Regions from separate parts of the Rattus norvegicus genome. Here region 2 is linked to region 1. A link is a contact called in public Hi-C data. All regions are on one chromosome and are shown on one strand. Each heading gives the region's core, a stretch centred on a gene start, on an enhancer-like site or on the middle of the called end of the contact. The rest is flanking DNA. Distances are from core to core; before and after follow the strand shown. Region 1 overlaps Maml3 (mastermind-like transcriptional coactivator 3). Region 2 overlaps Maml3 (mastermind-like transcriptional coactivator 3).

The links. A called contact is a pair of places that touch in the nucleus more often than the background predicts.
Region 2: a contact with region 1 is called in a Hi-C map of the A7r5 cell line, with 4 times the contacts expected there. The contact joins two enhancer-like sites. A contact is called at or near these places in 11 of 12 Hi-C or Micro-C datasets (the A7r5 cell line, the Rat2 cell line, Schwann cells and 7 more).

What each region holds. Positions count from the first base shown.
Region 1 is chr2:137,894,595-137,899,763 of GRCr8, reverse strand. The region is part of intron 2 of Maml3 (mastermind-like transcriptional coactivator 3); the gene reads left to right. Among named protein-coding and RNA genes, the nearest start is that of Mgst2, 53 kb to the right of the region's middle. Within about 2 kb of position 3,918, at least 1 of the 93 cell types and tissues checked has an H3K27ac peak or open chromatin away from gene starts, as enhancers often do. A contact at or near this core is called in the A7r5 cell line, where this site is marked.
Region 2 is chr2:137,968,222-137,973,356 of GRCr8, reverse strand. The region is part of intron 2 of Maml3 (mastermind-like transcriptional coactivator 3); the gene reads left to right. Among named protein-coding and RNA genes, the nearest start is that of Mgst2, 130 kb to the right of the region's middle. Within about 2 kb of position 2,141, at least 55 of the 93 cell types and tissues checked have an H3K27ac peak or open chromatin away from gene starts, as enhancers often do. A contact at or near this core is called in the A7r5 cell line, where this site is marked.

The DNA.
Region 1 (5,169 bases), core at 2,669-5,168:
GTGGTTGCTAGGATTTGAACTCAGGACCTCTGGAAGAGCAGTCAGTGCTCTTAACCGCTCCGCCATCTCTCCACCCCGCCCCCCATTATTGATTTTTATTTACACTTGAGGATGTCCTGCAAGAGACATCCGCATTAGATTTGTAAATGTTCTATTGCCATCCAGGAAGGGGCTAGAAGGTTGTCCCTCTCCCTTCCCTGTGCTACAGAGCTGTGTGGGAAGCACTGGGGCTGCCATATCTTGAAGGAAAAGAATTCTTGCTGATTAATTCCAGAATGTTCCATGTTTCTTGGCCTTTTCGAAGCTATGTTTGGCATCTTATTGGTACAGTCAAATGCACTGTCACTTGGTGATATTGTTTCTTCGCTGTCTCTTAACTTGCTTTTAAGTAACATGAATTCCACTCAGGAGGTAGAATGAACATGCAGGGCAGGGCAGTGGTGTTCTCGTTCACCTCCACTGTAGGGTTGGGCAAAGAGATGCTGGAATTCCAGAGATGCAGATTAGCTAATGACTGTTTCATTCATACCCAAGGAGCAAGAGCTCCTGTTTGGTAGCACAATTGAGTGGAAACCTCACCAATTAACACTGCTGCCTCTGCTTCGAGGATTCCACATGAAGACAGCATTTGCTCAGAAGTGTTTGTACAAATTGTAGAACATGAACATGGCCTTAGGGTGGAGTCCCTCACATGTCCTGAAGACTCCAGTCTTTCAAATTCCTCTGGTGGGGTCTCTCTATCCCATACATAGTAGCCAGAGATCATGAGCCATAATGATGATGGTGGTAGTGGTGGTGGTGGTGATGATGACAATGATGATGACAACGACAATGACAACGATGATGATGATAATTCAAGTGCCTTCAGGACAGTGTCTACGGGGCCCAGGCCTAGAAAAGTCAGAGTCCCATTTGGCTCTGTGAGAAAACGGATAAGGCAGGGGCTGTGTGCACATCCCTGATCACGCTGCCCCCTGATCACGCTGCCCAACCTATGTCTTGGCCCTGAGGTACCTGAGGGATAATGACTTTTAGCGAAAGCTTTTCAACATTTTAGCATCTGTATGCTTCTTTTTAACAAATCTGTAGAAATGCAAAGAAACCTCAAAAGTAAAAGCGTAGGGGCTGGAGAGAGCTCAACCGTCCAGAGCTCTAGTTGCTCTTCCAGAGGACCCAAGTGCCAGCTCCCACATGGCAACTCACAACCATCCGTAACTCCAATTTCAGGGAATCCTCTGACCCCACGGGCACCAGGAACACATGTGAGGTATACACACACATGCAGGCAAAGCACTCATACCCATAAAAATGTAAAATTTAAATTAAAAACATAAGGTCAGATCCAAGCATTGCCCCAAACATTACCATTAATTTTTAAAATCAGAAATATATTCTTGAAAACATTCCTTGGTACACACACACACACACACACACACACACACACACACACACACACTTAGAGTAAATTGCTAATCTTTTCTGGAGAGAAAATATTTGCTACAGAGCTGGTTACATGGGTTAACCAGTAAAGTCCTTGCGAGAGGACCTGAGTTTGATACCCAGAGCCCACATTAAAAAGGTCTACATGGTATCACGAGACTGTAATCTGGGGATGCAGATACAGTCGGTTCACTGGGGCACACTAGCCAACCAGTGCAGCTGCCTTGCTGAGAACCAGACCGTTGAGAGACCTGTCTCAAAAGAGGAAAGTGGTGGTCCGTGATAAACACATGAGGTTGTCCTCCAGCCTCCATACATGCTAATCTACACACACACACATACACACACACACACTCAAGAGACAGACAGATAGATGGATGGACAGATATTGAACTCCCTGTAGAAATGCTGGATTGTTTGGTTACACTGGGGGACTCAGACAAAAGCATACGTACTCTTTAGGACTTTAAAGGAAGGGCTCATATATTTGCACGTCTTACCCGCCCTCTGCTCACCAAGATGCAGGAACTGAAATAGTGTTCACACTGAGTCACCAAGACAAGCTGTCGTCTGGGGCCAACAAATCAAAGTCAGGTTGTGTTTTGCCGACTTTCAAAATGGCTGCCAGCAGACTACCCTGTTAGAATTGAGACCCTTCTCCATTCCTCCCAGCCTAACTGCCCTTCTCACAATCTAAGGAGCTGACACTTCAAATTGCCCAATTCCCCAAGGAAGTTTAGACTGGTTTGGGGAGGAAGGGAAGTTCCATTGGAATCCCAGAAAGAAAGCATAGCCTTTTTTTTTTTAAAGTAACATTGCATCGAGCCAGACCTTAACATGATTTTGAGGACAAAGATGTAACTGTGTCCCCAGCTAGCATCTATTCTTGATCTTACCCCAGGCAAGTTCCTCTCCTATACTCCCCTGCCTCCAGTTTCAGTCATTCCCATGTATGTGTGTTGCTATCTTCTCTCTTCCCCCTGAGCTGAGTTCCTCTGAGAATCTTAGCCCCTCCTGGAATTAAGTCTCCCGTTAGACCATTTCCTTCTAGCCACTGTAGGCTGAATAAGAGGCATAGAGACTGCAAAGCCCAAGATGGGTCGTGTCTTCCCCTTTTATCCCAACCTCTGATCCTCAATTCCAAAGTGCCTCCCCCATCAGCCTCCAGACAGTAGAAAGGGATAGAAGCACATTCACAAAAGCCCGTGAGGACATAGAAGCTTAAGGTACTAGGCAATGTTGCTGGGGGGTTTCTTTGTCCTTAGCTCTGCAAAGACTCCATAGAGATCTCAATGCTCCCAGTGCTCTTAAAAGGTATCAGGCAAAATGGCTGGGGAGATAGCTCTGCGAGTAAAGGACTTACTGGTAAGCTGGGCAGAGCAGTGCACGACTGTAAACCCAACCCTAGAGAGACTGAGCAGAGATGGATAGAGGGCTTCCAGCCGTCCAGTCTCACCAGTCAACCGGCTCCAGGTTCAGTGGGGGACGCTGTCTTCAAAAGTGCAGAGTGGTAGCAGAAGACTCCAAACCCTTCCTGACCTGGACTATGAGGCACCATACACACACACACACACACACACACACACACACACACACACACACACCAGTTTTTTTAAGTATCAGGCATAAGACTGATAATGTGGACAAGGAATAAATATTACCTACAATGTTTGGGAGGGGGCATTATTATTGTTTTTCTTTTCCCTTTCCTTTTTTTCTTTCTTCTTCCCCTCCCTTCCTCCCTTCCTCCCTTCCTCCCTTCCTCCCTTCCTCCCTTCCTCCTCCTCCTCCTCCTTCTTCTCTCTCTCTCTCTCTCTCTCTCTCTCTCTCTCTCTCTCTCTCTCTCTCTGGTATTGAAGATAAAATCCAAGCCCTTGCTAGGTAATCACTGTATATCTAAACCCATATGTCCCACCCTCCATGTCTAAAGTGAAGATTTACAGCTGCTTGGAGGGGACAATCGCCTCCCACTTCTTGTGCCCTGTGCCCTGCTCCTTGTGCCCTGTGCCCCACTCCTGTCCCTCCATTCCTCTACCCTGAGTAGTTTTCCTCTGCGGTACATGTGGCATGACTTGGCGGTACATGAGGCATGGCTTTCCTAGGCCCTTTAGGTTTTGCTTTCCACTTGCTTGCTTCCTTCACTCCTCAGGAATCTTGTTAAGTATTCTGTAATATGTAAATAATTCTTAAACCAGACGCTGTGGCACAGGCTGTAATCCCAAAGAGTCACAAGTTCGAGATGCGCCAGAGCTGTATCTCAAGAGGGGGAAGAAACAAAATCGTGTTTAAGTTTGGGTTCCCCATACATTTGATGGCTAGCCCCTCTCTTCCTCCTTCAGAACAGAGTAGAAGAGGCTCATTCAGACAAGGGGAGGCTAGAGCTGCTGGCCCCTGGCTACCTTGAGAGGCACAGACAGCATGTGCCATATTAGAAGGGGAGGTGGAGAGGGGGGAGGGGGAAGCAAAACAAATTGGCTGGTGTCAGGCATCTGAGGAATTTTGTTCCTACTGAGGCCAGTGTGGGAAAGACCGATGTGGCAGGGGCCCTGAGAGCCTCAGAGAGATTTGTAGCTCCTCCCCTCGGAGTAGGAGACATGCCGGGCCCGCAGGTGCTGCATCCTTCTCTCAGGCAGGAAAATTTCAGTGTTATGAATGACAGACATTGCTTTACCCGACTGTCACCTGAAGAAGCGAAAGATTGTTTTCAAAGGGAAGTATTTCGTGTGTGTAACAGAAGACACCAGGCCTCCAGGTTAAAATACAAAACCAGCTCTTCCCTGGCGTCTCCTGCAGAATCTTTACTTCAGTAGGGGTTGTTAATCCCAGTGGCTTCGTGCAAATTTGCCATTTTGTTCGAATACTTTTTTAACCACCATGTCAAGTTTAGTTTTAAAAATTAGTGGAAGGGGTAGCACTATCCATTAAAAAAATAGAGCATACCACATGCTAACTTAAGCATTATTTTTTATTTAACACAGTATTTCTATTGCGAGCAAGTTATAGCAGTAAGACTTTGCTGACTGTTTCTGTCTAAGCGTGAACTTTCGCCTAAAATAGTTACTGTGTTTGCTACGAAGACTGCTTATTAAAACCCAAATTGGGCGACCCCCAAACTTTCACTCTGCCTTGTCCGGCTTTTCTAGACATTGACTGAAGTGCTCAGCAGGAAGGGGAAAGTTGGGGAGCCAAGTGAAAGGGGCACAAAATTAAAAGTTGCCCTCCTCTAGAAGTAGTTTTGATCTTATTTTCTGTTGTTTTCTGGCTTCCTTTCATCCCCAGAAAATAGGGGATCTGACAGTTCTCAGGACACTGCTCAATATTTCTAAAGCCAAAGCATGTGGTGTACTAAGGTTATACTTACACACATTAAATTCTTATCTCGTGTGTGTGTGTGTGTGTGTGTGTGTGTGTGTGTGTGTGTGTGTGCATAAATGTGTGGTATGTGTGGGTTTAGGTATATATGTTTGTGTACACATGTCTGTGTGTGTGTGTATGTGTGTAGGTCCACATGCACTACTGTGTGTGCATATCGAGAGCCATAGTTGACATGAAAGGTCTTCCTTGATCACTGTCCACATTTTAAAAATGTCTTTGTACAAGATTTTATTGAACCTCTTTACAGAACAGCCTCCAGCCTCCAGATGCATCTACCAAGACCCCGTTACGCTGTAGGCACTGGCCGGGGCATGGCAGGTGGCTCTGGATTCCTATCCTTCTGTTCTGAGATGG
Region 2 (5,135 bases), core at 892-3,391, 75 kb before region 1:
CAGTTGGTGTTGTACCACAGTGCTACAGAATGTTTAAAGTAACTTCCTCCTGAAGGACCCTCCTGAAGTGATACTTCTGCTGACGTTAACATCTTCTCCCGTCCCTCCTGCTCCCCATCCCAGGCTCAAGTAGCCATTATTCTACTCTCTACCTCTGAGAGAGCAACTCCTTAGCTTCTGTGCATGGGCGAACACGATGCCGTTCTATTCCTGACTTACTACTATGAGTGACAGAAGTGTACATTATACAACAAGGCAACATGCCATTACTGCTCGATAAGATAGTGTCGTGCAGTATTTTGCTGTAAGACAGTAAGACAGCTATGAGATTGGGATGGACTCTGAAGTTTGGGAACCAGTGCTCAAATCTCAAAGGTGGTGTGGGGATGGGCTGAGGCGAAGGTGGTGACTAAAATATATAGTGTCGTGATGACCTAGGGCTTGAAGGGACATAATCATATGCAGGGGAAAGTGAGCTGGGGTGAAGCCGGAAAATAGTCTGGGGTCACATCACTTCAAGGATTCTACCCGCCATGCTAACAGTGAAGAGAAGCCACCGAAGACCTACAGGCAGGCTGTTGTGGTGTGGCTATATTTGCATTTTGAAAACCTCCATCTGACCACACAGTTGGTGGAGGGGAGTGGACGTGGAGAGACTAATTTGGATGCAACTTTAGTCCTATAATTTGAAGGCTGGGAGAACGGGTGAGAAGAAATGGAGAGACAGGAGAAAGTGAATAGAATTCAGTACAATAGACACCAAGCCCTGAAGGCCCACAGAAAGGGCTTTGCGGATATTGGAAAATGGAGCCTGAGGGAGAGCCATATATTGGTTGGAGTCCAGATTCCTGGCTTGAAAAACCAGAGTGACATTGATGGCCCCAGGCCCTGAGAGAGTAGAGGACACTGCATTTGAATCCTAGGAAGTAGGTGGCGCCGTTGAGCTATGAGCTGGACCTTGGTAGAAATTGCAGGTAAAGGGCAGGAGAAAATTTATTATCAACGATGAGATATAGTGACATGAAACAAAAGATGGAGACAGAAATGAGCTCTTCGGTGTCTGTCTCCTGGTTTGTTTTCATGCGTTCGTTCGTTCGTTCATTCATTCTACCTATCATGTTCCCCCTAGGCCATGAAACCACTCAAAGGATAGAGTAGACTATTAGGAGTGAGAAAGACCAGGCACTGCAGATTTTTAATACCAAGATAACGGTTTCCGGAAGACAGTCGGAGGGATCTCATGGTTGGGGTCTGACCTAGCATGATCCTGCAGTATCATACACGTGCAAGGAACTAGAAAGAAGGAGACAGGCCCAGGAACTCTAAGGCTACAGAGGGTAAGGTTAGCGTCTGGGGCGAGAAAGCAGTTGTGCGTTTCTCCTTTCCGTGCGCCCCGACATTGTGGCTGCTTATAGTCCGGGACTGGGAAAAGATAAAGCTTAGGGGAACAGAAACTAGGTCTTTTCCTCATTTTCAGCTTTCCAACCAAGCAGAGGCTGGCCATTTTCAACAGATACTACTGCCAATTAGAGGCAAAAGACCCGCACAAAGTAGGCTCCCAAGATCTAGCCAGTTGAATTGAGCCAATACCATAGGCTTCCTGGGCCCCCGAGAAGGTGCAACGTGTCACAGGTCCTCAAGGAGAAAAGGGCTGGCAGGGAGGACCCCTGCATGAGAATTAAGACCTCCGTGACCCCCATCTGTTCCTCCTCTCCTCTCCCTCCTCCCCTGCTGCCATGGAGACCAGTCTGGAATGGCAGTAAGCCTTATGCCCCAGAGAAAACAATACTGTGTTTGAAGAGTGGAAGTTGGCCTCTAAGCTCAGGCTCTGCCGCCCATCCCCCACTGCCCAGGATTCTTACAAAAGGCAGCTTTTTGCCAGAGGGTCAGAGCTCTGCTGTCCATCGATCTGCGTCCACTTTGTCCCTCGCTACTTTCCACTTGTTCATTTTTGAACTCACACCACACAGCCCGAGTGTCATGGGTCTGTTTAGTCGGAGAGGCGCAGATGTGACCGCGTCCCTTCTGCTCCATGGCACGGAGCATCCCGCACCTCTCCTTTTTGTGTCTTTGAACCGCTGCTGTTGACTCACCGGGCTGGAGCGGTTGAGCTGGGCTGAATTAGTAACAATGCAATCAACATTTCTATTTTTATCTCTGCTCTCTCCCCTCCCCACTGACTCACCATTCTCAGTCTCTCGGAGCCCGGGACCTTAAAAGACTTGCAATGGATCCAGGGTGAATATCTGCACAGATGTGTTGTTTCTGCCATTCTAAGCCATGAGTGGCTTTCCTTTTTTTCCTAATGCACAGGGCCCACGTGTCAGTCGTGTTATTTATTACCGTTCACTGCCATCTTCTTTGTGGCTGTGTTACATCTCAAGCTGCTTTTACCTCCTGAGGTCTAAGATAAATAGCGGACAAGGGAGGAGCCTGGATCTGATTTCTGAAACCCATCTTCAGAGAAGACTTCAGTACTGAGCTGAAACTTTTAACTTTTCCCAGTTGAATTCAGGAAGCCTGACCTGGATCTACAGAAGGCAAAAACTAAATACAGTGTAGTAGTCGTCCCTTAAAAACAAGCAAACAAACGAAAAACCCACCCCGACGACGAAGGATCTTTTTTTCCTGCTTCGATCTCTACATGTTGATATATATTTTTAATTTTATAAACATAAACATACTAAGTGCTTGGAATTCTGAAGCCTTTGATTTGAGTCCCAACCTGCGATTGGTTATTCTTTATAGTCTCCAGCTGATAATTTAATTTCTATTTTTAAGATTTGTTTTTTTAAATTTTATGATCATTTCTGCCTGAATGTAGGCTTCATGTGTGTGCAGGTTCCCATAGAAACCAGAAGAGGGCACTAGATTCCCCCCAGAACTGGATTTACAATGATTGTGAGCTGCCCAGTGTGGGTACTGGGAACCAAACCTGGGAATTAATTTCCCAAGAGAAATGCGCTCTCCGCTGAGCCATCTCTACAACCCTAAATATGTCATTTCTCTGTGACTTAATTTTCTGTTTTGTAAAATGGAGTTTAACCGCTTGAACAATAACTACATATCCTGTAGATTTGTTTCAAGGATTTAAAAATAATCTAAAGAAAAGGCTCTAAAAAATCTAGTTTCCAAGAGGACCTTAAAACAAAGGCCAGCACATAATAATCTCTCAGAAAAAGTTGGGTATTTTCCTACATCAGGCCATGTCCACCTGTCTTAAGAAAAACGATCTTTAAAAGAATTCTCATGGGCCGGATTGGTGGCTCAGTAGTAAAGTGCTCGGGCATGGGGAAGCCACATAAGACACCAGAAGCTGTGAAATGTGCTTGTAATCAGTGTTGGGAAAGAGGAGATATCCTGGGACTCGATGATGGGCCAGCCTAGCCTACTTGATGAGCTGTAAGCCAGTGAGAAACCCAGTCTCAAGAAATCAGGTAGACAGTGCCTGAAGAATATCCAAGATGTTTTCTGGCCTACACACAAGCACACACACACACACACACACACACACACACACACACACACACACACAAAGAGAGAGAGAGAGAGAGAGAGAGAGAGAGAGAGAGAGAGAGAGAGAGAGAGAGGCACACACACATTCTCCTTTAACAAGCACAGAACCACCTCAGGATGTTGCCTTCTCTGTTTCAGAATTTATGCGCCATCTTTCTACAGAGTCTAAGGCAACCCTGTGTTACAGAACAGATCTATTTGTCTTTCTAGCAAAAGCACAGCCTCTAGCTCCCCAGTCTGCCTTTCCTAGAATTTTATTCTCATTTCATCAAAATTGGTTTTTGCGTTCTGTACCGAGGGTACCTACATGTTCTTCTCCAGATAATTGTATTTTACATGCAGTGACTTTTTCTTGGCTTAGCTAATGTCACCTCATTAGACTAAACTCTAATGATGTTCTTTCTTTCCTACAGTGTAGCCATGACAGTAGCCTGGAAAACTCTCTTCATCACCAGGGTCTCTCCATCACTTCGAGCCCTGTGCTCTTTACTAATTGAAGGGCTAGCCTCCAAGGACAGAAGGTTCGCAGAACCCTGATGCAAGTAAAATTCACGTAGTCGCCAGAAAACTCCCAGCCGCCCTCCAAGTCCCAGAGACCACAGTAACATCCCTGGGGGTTCACACATCTTAGAAGTCACACCCACTTTGCTGCTGTCCACGCTCTACCAAAACATTACCTGAGCCACACAGCTTCATGCAGTGTGCCACAGCTGCACCACAGCCACAAACCAAGACTCTGGGAATCCTGAGTCAGAGAGGTCAAGGTACCCAATCTCCTGTGTGGGAAAATCGCACAGGAGGGTGGTGGAAACCTGAGGCAATGAGATACATCCAGTCACCTTCGCCCTGTGGTAGGGGTTCAAGGCTAACTAACTACTTGGGTCTTTTGCTATTCGATCTGATCGTTATCCAGGCACCATGTTTCCATGAGAGGTTATTGAGAATGGATGATGAGACGGGTTGGTCCTCACAACACTCTTCTTTCTACCCTGTTTCTGCTCTCAAAAGCTTTAAAATGTTTCAGCTCTTTTTTCTGGAATGAATCTCTTTCTGAAAGTATTTCTGTGATTGATCCTACATTTCTCAAGCATGGAAAATGGGGAACTGCCCACAGCTCTTCAACTTCTCCAGCAAACTTCCTGTCTCTCCTCCTTCCAAATTATGACTACATGTATGCTATACATTGTATCTGTGTATATATTATACTATATATACATATATAGATATATGTGTGTGTATATATAGACATATACATCTAGATAAGCTTTCTATTAGTGTGCATATGTGTCTGTGCATTCGGTAGGTAAATAAACACTGTTTGTAAACGACTCGAATAGTGAACTTTAATGACATGTCTACTGGGTACAATTTAGGACTTTTGCGTCGTTGCTGGTTTTCTGTGTTGTTCACTCTGCCTCCTCTGTTCCCCATCTTAAACCGTCCACAGAACCTTCACTGGGTGGGAAACCTTTTGCCATTCGTTTGCAGACATGAGAAACAGGATGAATTTCTTTGTCTTCAAGGACACCTCTGTGCCTGTCAGCTCCCTTCTGCAGAGGCGCTGAGATGGCTGGGAGCGGGTGGCAGAACCTTTCGCTGTATCGCTCCTGCATCGGATC